Linked DNA regions of Mus musculus: region 2 is linked to region 1. The links are chromatin contacts, called in public promoter capture Hi-C maps. All regions are on one chromosome and are shown on one strand. The core of a region is the stretch at or near the end of the contact, and the rest is flanking DNA. Distances in the headings are between cores, read along the strand shown.

Region 1 (6,882 bases), core at 2,313-4,812:
TCACTAGGATTTCTATAATCCCACAACTGAGATTTGCTGAGAAGGAGTTTCAGGTAGGTCTGCTATTGCTTTAGATGTCAATACAGTTGACAACCCAGAGTGGATTAAAACTGCTGTAAGATTTCCCTGCCGTTATGTGATGTCATCTGCTCTCTTTATTCTTGATAGGTGCATAGATAACCTGACTTAAAACTCTTTCTACAGGAACAAGTCTGGTTCCAGATAACCAAGCATGAGCCAATGAATGGCTGGCCAGTTCCTCAGGTGAAGTTGATGAGTTACAGGAAGCTGCTTGCTGGTGAGCCAATCATGAGGGTGACTCTCCAGTCTTCCACACAGGAAGGAGGCAGTGGTGCGTTTCAGTGAGCTTGCTTAGGGGAGCCTAGGCTTGCGACTCTGGCTTTCTCCAAGTTAGAAACTGAGCTGTTTCCAGAGTGCTATAATCAAGACCCACTTGGTCCTTGCTAAAATCTGCAAGCAGCTGTCACGTGACCCCAATCCTGTCCTTCTGATGCGTGCACGCTTCACCCCAGGAACATGTAATGTTTAGGTAATCAAGTCTATGAGGGGCCAAGCCTAAAACAAAGTTCACAAAGCCTTTTTGCATTAAGAAGAAAAAGCCTCAAGTACATTTCAATCATCTCAAAATTGATGTTTAAAAACAAAACAGAAACCTTACATTATACAAGGAAATAGCAGCATAGGATGACTCATGTCAAAACCAACAGGAAAACGATTGAGAAAAGTGCCAGCCTCTCCTCCCCTTGGCTCCTCACCCAGGATCTCAAAGGCCTCTGAGAAATGAGAACAGCACAGCCACATGGAGAAACTGAGTCAAGGCCAGAATTCTAGGCAAGGCAGGAAAGCTGTGGATGGAAGCAGAGCTGTCTGGGAAGGCCTTGGAATGTGGGAGGGAACACTCCCTGAACAGGGCAGCTCAGAAACCTTCGTCTCCTGTCTGGATCACCCCAAAGCTCGTTACAAGACAGTCAGTCCATTCAAGCTGAGCAGGCAAAGCTCCAGGAGGGCCTTCTAAATGGGAGGACAGACTGAAATGACTGTTCTTACGGCAACACAGGACACAGAAAAGGACTATTTCACAACACCTGAGGCTCCCAGTAACTGAAATTCACTGGTTCTCTTTTGTCTACATTAAAAACCAGACTCAGCTGGGCGTGGTGGCACACGCCTTTAATCCCAGCACTTGAGAGGCAGAGGCAGGCGGATTTCTGAGTTCGAGGCCAGCCTGGTCTACAAAGTGAGTTCCAGGACAGCCAGGACTACACAGAGAAATCCTGTCTCGAAAAATCAAAACAAAAAAACCAAAAAAAAAAAAAAAAAAAAAAAACAACAAAAAAAACAAAAACCAAAAAAAAAAAAAAAAAAAAAAAAAAAACAAAAACAACAGACTCAAGATTCCAGGAACTTAGTTGTGAGAAGATGAGAGGGATCCAACAATACTTTCAACAGTGATAAAATGGTACCCAAACTGGTTGCTCATCGAAAAATGTAGCATAAAAGTCGCAGGAAAAAAATGTGAGCATAGAAACCACAGATAGAATCCAGGAAGATGATGCAGCCTGGATACAGCGCATTTAATGTCTCTGCTGTTCACAGAATCCACAGCCCTCCCCTCCTCAATCTTGTGCTGGCGGCGGATGTGCACGAGAAAGTGTGACTCTCAGAGTCAGTGAATAAAGAGGATGGATGGGCTCACAGATCTTCACAGCTCTTCTTAGAAAGGGCACTGACAACCTAATAAGATGGCAGGGCAGAGGGTGAGGCTGTTCACACTTTTAGTCTTTGGCAGAGCCCAACCAAGGCCAAATTCACCTAGGATGCCCAATGGCCGTGGGAATTTCCACAGGATCAAGGAAGCAAACCCAAATGAACATGTTGGTTTAAAAAAAAAATAGAAACCCTTGAAAGAAAGAGCTTTGCCCTGAAAAAGGAGAGGGAAGTTTGAGGGGTGGGCTGGAGGGAAGGTCCATATGATGAGCTCTGCTGCAGTGGCAGGACTGGCTTAGGAGTTTAGCCAAGGATGCCGGAGACACTCAGCAGCAGTGGCTCTCTTCTCAGGCATAAGCTCCAACATGGGCAGCAGGAAATCTGTGAAGCCGGCAGCCTCCTCCTGAGGCCACTCATATTTCTCCACCAGAACCTCCAGAAGACCCCAAGGCTTCAACTTGGTGATGTGCTTCAGGTCACCTGTGGGAGACAGCACAGGCTCAGACAGTCCCCACCTCTCATGGTGTGTTCAGGCATCCCAATGGCTCAACCTTCTACAGCTCAATACTCTAGCTGCTTCAAAATGAGGCAATGATTTACAAATAAAAAGCTAACAGCATGACAGACTTGTATAAGATCACCCACACAGCTAGCAGCTTGGCCTCACTCAGAAAGCTCAGTTCAACTGCTCCTTGGGCTGGATCTTTCCCCTTCTACAAATGGTGCTCGGTTCACACCAGCGTTTGTGAGCAAGGCAGCCTCCTAGCACTGAGGTGTGCCTTCAAGCCTGAAGTGACGGTTTTCAGGCTTTTGCTTGGGTCTTGCTTATATTGCCCATATTGACCTTCAAATCCTGGCTTTGGCCTTAGGCAGCTGGGACTGGGTCCTCTTCCCTGCCCGTACAAATAACTTAAAAGCAACCAGTTACTTACTAACAACTTCCCCAGGCAAGTGATAAGAACCTCCAAGTGAGGTGACTGGGGCACCATTGACTTTGCACACAAAAGGACCCTGGAGAGCACCTTTCCACCTTCTAAGGGTGACTCAGCATTGTCACAGCTGAGGAGAAGGCATGAGGCCTGACACACCAGAGCACATAGCTCTCTACATCGAGTGAGATTTATTTTCCATTTCAGTCTCAGCTTTGAGGTGTAAGAAACACAAAACCAAACACAGTTTTAAGTAGGGGTGGGGCACAGATATAAGTTCTAAGACAGCCTGAACACACGGAAGAAACCAACCAAAAGCCAAATAAACCCAAGAGTGTAGCTGAGCGGAGCATTTGTTCACACCATCCAGCACCTGCGAAGCCACACGAGGGTTCAGGGAGTCCTTCCTGCTTTCTGCAGGAGCTAGAGGACATGACCCAGATAGACTTACCTTCTTGTTTTAGACATTTTTATTCCTTTAATGGCTGGGAACAGACAGATTGGTTTTACCTTTTTTGGTGAAAAATTCCTTGGAGTATTTTCCTGCCACAATGAGCTTGCGAGGCACCTTCCCCAGAAGTTCTATGATCAGGGCGATGTGGTCTGCATACAGACATTTCAGAGGAAAGAACAGAGCAGAATGACAGAAGTGACTTTAGACACAGCATACAGAGCGGTGCACATACCATTCTGTAAGGCACTGCATACTTGCTTTCTGACCTAAAGCAGAAGAAACAGACAGTTTATCTAATGCAGGGTCCCCTCCAAAGACAAACACCTCAGCACTGCTCTCTCCACAGTGAGATCAAGAGTCAGCCTTGGTGTGAGAAGCTCTGCTCCCTCAAATTGTGTCCCTGAGCCTGTCTGTCTCTGAGAGCGAGCGAGGAAGTCCTGTGACCATTTCCAACTGTAGCCAAAGGGCCTTGGAAGCCTGCCTATCAGCTCTGCAGCAAGTGCCAGGGGGGCAGAGATAGGGGTGAGACAGCAGTGTCAAGGTGAAGGGAAGCAGCAAACAAGGCTTCCCACGAATAGCTTCAAGGATTAGCTGGTCAACGTGAGACCAAAGCAGAGCACAGTGTTCAGGAAGCCTGAGGCCCACAAGCGTGCTGCCTGACTGTGAGCTTCCTGAGCTTAGCCACACTGCAGCTGCTCTGGAAGCCATAACCAGGATGTAGCAGAGCAAATGCCACGTCAGCATGGCAGACCTCCACAACCGCTAAGTAAAGGACCACCAAGGGAGTGCTGACCAACTGCGAGGAGGGGCAAGCACACCACCGGCACCTTTTACATAGACACTGCACTCCTTAGCTCACACTTTCCCAGGCAAGCACTTCCTTACTGGCTTTGCCTCCTCAGTGCTATGACGACATCCTTGTCCCACCCAGCTTTACGCTGGCTGCATTTCTCCTGTTTTGGGGTCTCATACAAACCTAGAGCAGTACCAGAGGCCTTTGGTGCCAACAAACGATGCCAGTTACAGTGAAAAGCAAAACAGCTACACACAAACAGCTGGCAAACGGGACTCACCTTCATCTCGTGTGTAATCCTCCCCTGAATGAGGCTCAAACAAATAGTCCCCTGTGGCTAGTTCAAAGGCCTAAGGAAGAGACAGCGCATGAAAGTATCAGAGAAACAGAACACAGCTGCAAAGCCTCTGCTATCTGATCCCAAACCTAGACGGCCACTTGAGAAGCATCTCAGATTGCTTCTGAATGACAGCTACAGACCAATAAAATGGGAAAAGGAGAAAAGCCTCCTCAGTCAGCACTGATGTTGGGGCAGCCTGAGGGAAAGGAGAGCACAGAGCACAGCAGAGCGGAGCCGACCAGCAGTGGGCTAACTGCTTCTCACCACACAACACAGCCGCACTTCAACAGACGGAGCGCTCGGAATGCTCTTTAAAACAAATGTTTAGCTGGGCATGGTGGCGCACGCCTTTGATCCCAGCACTCGGGAGGCAGAGGCACGCAGATTTCTGAGTTTGAGGACAGCCTGGTCTACAGAGTGAGTTCCAGGACAGCCAGGACTACACAGAGAAACCCTGTCTCGGCAGGGGAGGGGGGACCCAAACAAAACAAAAAAAAATTTAAAGGAAAGGCGGGAACTTGTTGTGCCTGGCGAGGCAGGACTGCCAAGAATCCGAGTCCACCTTGGGCCGCACAGTCTGGAAAATGTCCTTGTAACCTGGAATGTCTGTAGGATTCTAGCGGGATGCTCTTTACAACAAATGTTTAGCTGCTTGTTTCTTACTAGCTCTCTGGTGACTGTGGGAACAACTTTTAAGAGTTGGCTCTTTCTTTCCCTCCATGTATGTCTCAGGGCTTGGAGTCAGCTTATCAGGTGCCTTTATCCAGAGCTAGGTCATGGGCCTTCAAGACTCTTCTAGCCACCAAGAAATGGTATCTGAGATGAGTCAGATTTCATCATGGCACTCTGTAGCCAGAAATATGTAGCTTGATGACAGTGCTCTCTTCCAGGCCCCAGTTTCTCCCCGTGGCCAGCAGAGGGCGCAGCGGGTGTTGAGAGGCTGCACATAAACCACCCATGAGACAAGCAGCCCCATCCTGCACTGGAATCCTACAGAGTTGGAAACATAATTTACATTCCAGATTACACGGACATTTTCCAGACTATGCAGCCCAAGGTGGACTTGGATTCTTGGCAATCCTTCTGCCTCACCAGGCTTAACAAGTTCCCACCTCTCCTCTGTAAGCCTCTCCTCTTGGCTTACTGCTGGGACTAATAAAACAGCAATTAAAGTGTAAGTGTGCAAACCTGACACACAGGGGAGCTTCCCTGGGAGTGACACTTTCAGCAAGTGTGACACCCCCATGCCCACCAAGCTGTCTTCTCTATGTCTGGTCTTGAATTTGTACAAAGGTATAAAGGGTAACAAAATACCAAGCTAGTGCTTGTAGCCAGTTTGAGTGTGAGTTGACTTGGAAAAGCAGGAACCCAAGGCCACTGTGTAAAACCAAGTGAAGGGACTATGTCCCCAACCTGTGTGGCCTGAGCAGTCAGGGTCTTTCTGAGCACAGAAAGCTTCAACTCAAACTCAAAGCCTAGGTCCACAGGAAAGCACGCCCACTGGCTGATGTTGACAAGCACAGACTGTAACAAAGGGGAAAACTAAATCAAGGCATAAACTCCCCAGCGTAAAGCAGCGACGTGTGGATTCACAGGTGCCCGGGCTTCACACCTGACTGACCCAGACATCTGAGGAGTGGCCCCACTGCAGAGGACAGCATCCTTCCAGTGGCATCCCAAGTCTGCAAACAGGTCAAGGCTATAAGCTCAAGGACAATAGTAACCAATACAGGAAAAAGAATGCCTTTGAACAATGGCTTTCAACCCACCCCACCCCTGCCCTCACCCCACCATGCCACGCCCATGGTTTCTGACATAACACTGAGAGCAGCTGTGTGACACTCTGCTCAGTACTGCATTAGCAAACAGGGAAGGCAGTGGGCAGGGCTCACCATGCATGCTGTGCTCCAGATGTCAGCAGGGGTGTTGTAGCCAGATCCTATCAGGACTTCCAAAGACCGATACTGCCGTGTCTGGATATCTTCAGTGAAATGCTTGTGCTGAGTGAGTCAAGGAGTGGAGATCCTTAATACTCATTTATTTAAAACAGGAAGTAACTAAGGCTTACTTAACGATGGAAACTAAAGCAAGCTGTCTGCAAAACTTATTTAACAACCTGTCTTACTGCTACTCCAGATAACTTAAAATTGAGCCTTAATTTAGTTTAGACATACAGACTTAGGAATAACAATAGCTTTATTAAGAAAATAAAAATAGCCCGGCGTGGTAGCACACACCTTTAATCCCAGCACTCGGGAGGCAGAGGCAGGCAGATTTCTGAGTTCAAGGCCAGCCTGGTCTACAAAGTGAGTTCCAGGACAGCCAGGGTTATACAGAGAAACCCTGTCTCGAAAAACCAAAAAAGAAAAGAAAGGAAAGGAAAAGAAAAGAAAAGAAAAGAAAAGAAAAGAAAAGAAAAGAAAACTATTAGAGCCGGTGTGATGGCACATGCCTTCAATCCTAGCACTTGGGAGAGGCAAAGGAAGGCAAATCTCTGAATTCTACACGGCTAATCTGGTCTACATGGCTAACCAGGCCAGCCATGGTTACAATGAGGCTGTTTCAAAAAGCAAAACAAAGAAACCCAAACCAAGCAAGCAAACAAAAAATATATACAAGTAGAGAAAACAAGAGCCAT
Region 2 (6,882 bases), core at 1,260-3,759, 220 kb after region 1:
GGGCTATCCCAGGGTCTGGCGAGGTCCTCAGCCACAAAAGGCAGGGTCTGGCAACACAGCACACAGCATACTCAAAAGCTTGTTTTCTCTGTGCTGTTGTCAGAAGGAGGCTGTGGGTTCCGGAGCACAGGCCTGTTTCTCAGTACCTTACTGAAAGTTCCTTAACGACAGGCAGTAGGGCTGAGAGAGGGTTCCCTCAGAAGATCAGTTCTCCAAGGCAGCCGGAGAAGCAGGGGAAACATGGCCGCTCGGTCTCTCGTGCCGAGCTGCCTAACTCTGCTGTCTTCTCCCTGCCTTCCCCCAAGCTGAGACATTTGGTCACTTCCTTCTGTTTTCCTCTGTAAGGTTGAGAAATGAACTGAGATCTGAATGGGATGTACAGCGAGCGGCGTGTATCCCGAGCTTCCCACTGACCTGTCTCTCACTCCCCTGTGCCTCTGCCCAAGGTTGAACAAGATCTGTAGTGGTCTCTCCTTTCAGAGGAAGACCCAGTTCATGCAGCGGCTTCACAACTACTGGCTGCTGAAGCGGCAGGCTCGGAACGGTGTCCCCCTCATCAGGCGCCTGCACTCCCACTTACAGTCCCAGAGAAATGCTGAGCAGGTAGGTACGGGTGACTGTTGGCAGCTTGTGAAGAAAACTGGGGGGACAGGAGGAGATGGTGGACGTGAGATGGTGCCACCACTGCCGCCTCCGCCTCCGCCTCCCAGGAAGCCTTTGCCAATAGCAGATCACCCTCTGAGTGATCTGTCCAGAAGAGTTTACCAGCACCGCAGAGATCTTCAGACCTGGCAGGGGTCTCTTCTGAAGGGAGATGTTTTACATAGTTCCTGCACTATAGATAACAATAGAGAACGCTAAACTGTGTCATTAAGGAATGAGAACAAAGCCATTTCCTCTTGAATTCATTTGGTCAAACTTCAGTTTTTCACTTTCCTCCTTGCGTCTTCCATCTCTCTGGCTTATCTGTAGTCTTTCTGTTGCCTGGTGTGTGTGTGTGTGTGTGTGTGTGTGTGTGTGTGTGTGTGTGTGTGTGTGTTTTGTCTGTTGTGCCTGTGAGTTATACCTGTGTCTGATGTCTGCCCTGCCTGTACCTAACAGGGCTTTCCTCTGTATTAATTGAACAGCACAGAAACAATGGGATGGGGACCGAATGAGAGATTCTGGTTGGTTGGTTGGTTGTTAGAGATTTATTTTGTGTGTATGAGTATTTGGCCTGCATGAGTGTTTGTGTACCATGTCCGTGTCTGTTGCTCACAGAGACCAGAAGAGGGTGTTGGCTGGCCTGGGACTGAAATTATAAATGGTTGTTAACTACAGTGTAGGTGTTGGGAACCAAACCCTGTTCCGCTGCAACAGTAGCCCGTGCTCTTAAGTGCTCTGCTGTGTCTCCAGCCCAAGTGAAATGATTCCTTACAGAACAATTAGACAGTTTTATCAGGAAGAAGTCATTATATCTTGACCTAGAAACACTCAATACTGCAGATAGACCTTAACAAGCTATATCCACATGTTGTTTTTAAAATTTATGGATATTTAAGGTCATTTCTTTCTTTTTTTTTTTTTTTTGGTTTCTGGAGACAGGGTTTCTCTGTATAGCTCTGGCTGTCCTGGAACTCACTCTGTAGACCAGGCTGGCCTAGAACTCAGAAATCCGCCCGCCTCTGCCTCCCGAGTGCTGGGATTAAAGGCCGCCACGCCTGGCCCTTAAGGTCATTTCTAACCTGTTGACTGTTTTCAGCAAATGATTATCACAGCACACACACAACTGTGTCAAAGACATGGAACAGAACATAAGATGAAAGCTATGCTTAGGTTATAAAAGTTGATTGCATAGGAAATCCAACAGTGACACTTTGTTCTCTTAAACCTAAACAGGCTAAGTATATAGTAGGACAGCAGATTGAATACATAGACTCAGTGATCTCAAAGCATATTATTCACTGGGCTGTAGAGTTTGCCAAAAGTTTAGTCTCTTTGAGGCCAAAAGATAGCTTTGTTAAAAAACGTATTGTTGCCAGGCGGTGGTGGCGCACGCCTTTAATCCCAGCACTTGGGAGGCAGAGGCAGGCGGATTTCTGAGTTCGAGACCAGCCTGGTCTACAGAGTGAGTTCCAGGACAGCCAGAGCTACACAGAGAAACCCTGTCTCAGAAAACCAAAAAAAAAAAAAAAAAATCCACACAGCTTGACTGAAGGATGAACTCCAGGACAGCCTGAGCAGCCAGCCCAGTGTCATGTCATAGAAGAGGTGGCTGGGTGAGAGCAGAGTGGCCCAATTTCGTAAAATAAGAATAGATGCCCTTTGCCCTTCAGCTTCTCATAGTAAGTATGCAGGCGACGGCCCAGCCCGTGGTCTGTAGCCTGTCCCACGTGGCAGCCACCACATGCTTAGGTAGTGTTTTCTGCTCCTGCTTAGTTCCTTCCCCTTGCCCACAGCACTAGTTAGTTCTTTCTCACCTGCTCCATCCCATCTGCCTTCGGATCCTCCCACGCCGCTGCAGAGAAGCACAAAGTTCACCTGACCCATGCCTCGAGCCTCCCGTTTGCTCACTCTGCCTGAGCCTGAGTCACAGGCCAATCTAATCTATCTGGCCTCTCTTCAACCTCTGCTTCCTGAAGTCTCTACAGCATTAGCAGGCTCCTCCCAGCAAGTCCTCACATTGCCATCATGGATCTCTGTGTCCACAGGTCTCTATGCACCTTTACAGCCTTTTTTGATTTCTTCGAGGTGTGTGAGTGTGTGTGTTTATGTGTGTTTGTGTGAGTGTTTATGTGTGTGTGTTTGTGTGCGCACACACAGTGGACATGCATCTTGTGTGTATGATGACATGCCCACCAGGCGTCTTCCAGGCTCTGTTACTGAATTCAGTGTTTGGCTAGATTGGCTGGCCAGCATGTCTTCTCCTGCATATGCAGCTCTTAGCTTACCCTAGCAAGCCTTCCCAGCCAAACCTCTCCCTATCCAGACGCCTCTCTGTTTTGTATTCTCTCAGCAGTTAAAAATAAAAAGGTTTAGCTGGTGGTGGTGGTAGCACACAGCTTTATCCTATAGCACTGGAGGCAGAGGCAGGAAGGTCTTTGTGAGTTCCAGGCCACCTGGTTTCCAGAGCAAGTTCCAGGACAGCCAGAGCTGTTACACGGAGAAACTCAGTCTAAAAAAACAAACAAACAAACCCCCAAAAAGGTTTATTTTTTTAAATTCTTTTTTTTTTAAGATTTATTTATTTTATGTATGCCAGTACACTGTAGCTATACAGATGGTTCTGAGCCTTCATGTAGTTGTTGGGAATTGAATTTTAGGACCTCTGCTCGCTCTGGTCAACCCCACTGGCTAGGGTCGGCCCTGCTCTCTCAGTCCCTGCCTGCTTTGGCCCAAAGATTTATTTATTATTATACATAAGTACACTGTAGCTGACTTCAGACACACCAGAAGAGGGCGTCAGATCCCATTACAGATGGTTGTGAGCCACCATGTAGTTGCTGGGATTTGAACTCAGAACCCTTTTGAAGCGCAGTCAGTGCTCTAACCCACTGAGCCAGCCCCGTTTATTTTGTTTTTAATTTGTGTGTGTATTATAAATGTGTGGGGAGTGTGTGTCCTGAGACCTGGTACCTCAGAGGCCAGAGGGGGTTCTCTCAGCATTCTCTACTTCTTTTATGGCCCAGGTTTTGGTTCCTTTAAGCTGTCATTTTCCTGTGTTGCAAATCCCTCAGCAACAGTGCCCACTTCTGGAACAGGATTCACTGATTTTTTTTTTTTTAAGGTTTATTTTATTTATTTGTTTTTTTACTTCTCAAGTGTGTGTGCCTGTGTTTAAACACTAAGCAGGTAGTGGCTGCCACTGTGTGCAGGTGCCTGTAGAGACCAGAGGCATATTCCTAGGAGCTGGAGTTAGAGGAAGTTGTAAATCAGTCCTGTGCAAGAGCGGTACCCACCCTCTAGCCCCGCATTTGCTGATTTTCACTGTTTGACCAAACTATTTTTTTTAAAGATTTCTTTATCTTATATATGAGTACACTATCACTGTCCAGACACACCAGAAGAGGGCATCAGATCCCATTACAAATGGTTGTGAGCCACCATGTGGTTGCTGGGAACTGAACTCAGAACCTCTGGAAGAGCAGTCAGTGCTCTAACCTGCAGAGCCATCTCTCCAGCCCTGACCAAACTATTTTAAACCTCCATCTACTAGTAAGAACTTCACTGTTTTCTAGCCAAGGCAAAGCTGTAGGGTGCGATTCCTTCAACCCCTTAGTCTTACTGAGTTTCTTCAGAAATGCTTTCCAGCTGTGAGGGCCATGGCCGGCCAGCGGTGCCCCTGGGGCTGGGGAAGCTGTCAGAAGCCTCTCTTCAGTTTGTTCTTGTAGTACAGTGCTGAAGACTCACTCTAGCACCAGGAAGCCCGGGCCCGGGGCCCTGAGCGGTGCTGGGGAAGGGCCTTCAGCAACCTCAGGGCTGGCGGGAGGCTGAGGCAAAAGGAAGGAGACCACAGCCCCCTTGTTCTTGCCTTGCTTAGCGGGAGCAGGACGAGAAGACTAGTGCAGTGAAGGAGGAGCTCAAATACTGGCAGAAACTTCGCCATGACCTGGAGCGAGCGCGGCTGCTGATCGAGCTCATCCGCAAAAGGGAGAAGCTCAAGCGGGAGCAGGTAAGCAGAGCCCTGCCAGGCCCTCGCTGGCTCCCCTCACTCCTCTGGGGCCAGCATTCTGTGTCCCTCTGGTGCTGAGCACTGTGGGCTCCACGCTCTGCTCGGTTGGTATTGGGTGGAGTGCTCCTGGAGGCATCTGTGTTTCGCGGTTCAACTCATTTGGGCTGGAGCCTGTGCCTAGTCCCACGTGCCTGCGCCCTTGATGGAATGTCTGCTTTAGAAGTGTTTGGAGGGACTCTGACCTGAATGTTCTGAAAGGCTTCTGGCGCACCTCTGTGGCATTGCTAGGTTCTCCTGGCCTGTAAGGAGCTGGAGTCTCAGTCCAAGGACATTCAAAGTCCCCCACCACAGGGCATGGATACAGCATAGCATGTGGTTCAGGAGCATCATGTGTGCTGTTGCTGGACCGGGTCTAAAGCCTGGCCTGTTACTTTCTGTTTCCATAACATTAAACAAACTTTAATCTCTGTATACCTCACTGTTTTCTCATCTTTAATAGAGATAACGACAGAGCTGACATCATAAAGATAGATGAATTTATATTTGTCGAAGTTGAGAATACTTAGTACCTGGCACATAGTCAGGGCTGGAGAGGTTGCTGCTGTTGTTACTAATGGTAGTACTGGTCCTCTGCCCCACTGGGGTGTCTGTGAGAGTTCTCTGCACATGGCACAGAGCAAATATTATTAATTGAACGGATGACAAGCCCAAACTGTTCTCTCTAGTCCAAGAATAGCAGCTGTTACTCGAATGCTTTCGAGGGGTGGGTTAAAATTCTCCCTCCTCCTGCCGTTCAGTTCAACAGCCACACGCCCCTCTCTGCTAGGCCAGCAGCTTGAGCTCCACTCCCTGTCCTGGGCAGCTCTGAACTGCGTCTAGCCTGAGTGGGCAGGGAGGACATCGCAAGACCTTCACAGGTCAAACTGTAATTGTACCCAGGCTTGGTCTTATAGCTTAGATTGTCTTCCTGCCTCGGGTTCATAAAAAAGAGGAGGTTTATGTTGATGTGGCCAAGAGCAGGAGCTTATCTGCCTTACTGGTGGCTGTGTGGTATTTCCTGTCATGCACCCTGTAAGATGACATTGGACAGGGTACCACTGTAGCTCTGCTGAGCCTGGACTCCCCAGTCACCCTGGCCCACAGGGTGAGCTCTCAGTGCTTATGAGATACATGTGTGCTTACATTTGGTCAGTGCGCTTGGACTAAGGCCTGGGCTCAATCACTTCTCAGTTTGTTTTCCAACCAGGTAAATCTGTTAACTCACTCGTGTCACCAAACTCCATGTACCAGATTCTAAAGTGGGAGCACTAATCTCTGCTTCCGTTGCCATGTCATTAACTGAGATAATACAGGGAGAGCAGCAGTGTGGCCTAATAATGGTCAGGAGTTCTGTGGAAACTGACTGGAGCCCCACGCTAACTGTCCTGTTAGCTCTGTGATCTGGAGCCAGTCTCTTGGTCTCTCTGTGACTCCTCTTCCTCTGTGTGAAATGTCTGTCAGGACCTGGACCCTCAGTGTTACAGGAGCTGCTTAGACAGCCCCACACACCCGCCCCCAGGCACACATCTACACAGAACTAAACGGAAATCTTTAGCCGGGTGTGGTGGCGCACGCCTGTAATCCCAGCACTCGGGAGGCAGAGGCAGGCAGATTTCTGAGTTCGAGGCCAGCCTGGTCTACAAAGTGAGTTCCAGGACAGCCAGGGCTACACAGAGAAACCCTGACTTAAAAAACTAAAAAAAAAAAAAAAAAAAAAAAAAAAAAAAAAAAAAAAAACAAGAGATCTTTAAAGGGCTTAGGCTGTTCGTTGCGACCTAGCATGAGTTATTACTGGTGTTAGTTACTACAGTCGATAATTGCTATGACTTCGGTAAGTTGTGGTCTGGTTCGTGATGAGTAGGAAACATTTGTAAGGTGGCTATTCTGATTTGTTCACTGCCACCAGGATAGGTTATCACAGACCCGGCCATTTCCAAAGGGAAGCTGATTTGGCTCCCAGCGCTGGAGGCTGGAAGTAAAGGCATGGTGGCAGGCTGGTGAGAGGGATCCTTCCTGCAGTCTGTCGCGACGGGAAAGCACCCGAGCAAGGGGTCGCACATGGGAGTTGGCCTCAACAGCAGTCACTCCTGGGAGAGCCCACTTGTAGGCCTCCTGATCCGTCCTGGGGGCAAAGCCCCAGGATGCCAGCACCTCTCCACCCTCACACACTGGGAGTTGTGACTGTGACACGG

Evidence for each region. Capture Hi-C pulls out chosen DNA fragments and counts their contacts.
Region 2: a contact with region 1 is called in a promoter capture Hi-C map of liver. The contact joins two enhancer-like sites. A contact is called at or near these places in 2 of 484 Hi-C or Micro-C datasets (bone marrow-derived macrophages and nephron progenitors), 6 of 115 datasets of contacts at active chromatin or transcription factors (bone marrow-derived macrophages, effector CD8 T cells, embryonic stem cells and 3 more) and 3 of 9 other capture datasets (adipose tissue, liver and pancreatic islet).

Annotation. Positions count from the first base shown.
Region 1 is chr17:28,588,034-28,594,915 of GRCm38.p6, forward strand. Srpk1 (serine/arginine-rich protein specific kinase 1) reads right to left here. Exons shown (of 16, transcript NM_016795.4): 13 at 6,137-6,244; 14 at 4,185-4,254; 15 at 3,168-3,260; 16 at 1,555-2,208. The coding sequence ends at 2,024. Among named protein-coding and RNA genes, the nearest start is that of Lhfpl5, 16 kb to the left of the region's middle. Within about 2 kb of position 3,563, at least 31 of the 459 cell types and tissues checked have an H3K27ac peak or open chromatin away from gene starts, as enhancers often do. A contact at or near this core is called in liver, where this site is marked.
Region 2 is chr17:28,810,067-28,816,948 of GRCm38.p6, forward strand. It overlaps Brpf3 (bromodomain and PHD finger containing, 3), which reads left to right. Exons shown (of 13, transcript NM_001081315.1): 3 at 447-603; 4 at 4,520-4,651. All of the region lies in intron 1 of Gm35883 (a long non-coding RNA gene), which reads right to left. Among named protein-coding and RNA genes, the nearest start is that of Gm35883, 10 kb to the right of the region's middle. Within about 2 kb of position 2,510, at least 17 of the 459 cell types and tissues checked have an H3K27ac peak or open chromatin away from gene starts, as enhancers often do. A contact at or near this core is called in liver, where this site is marked.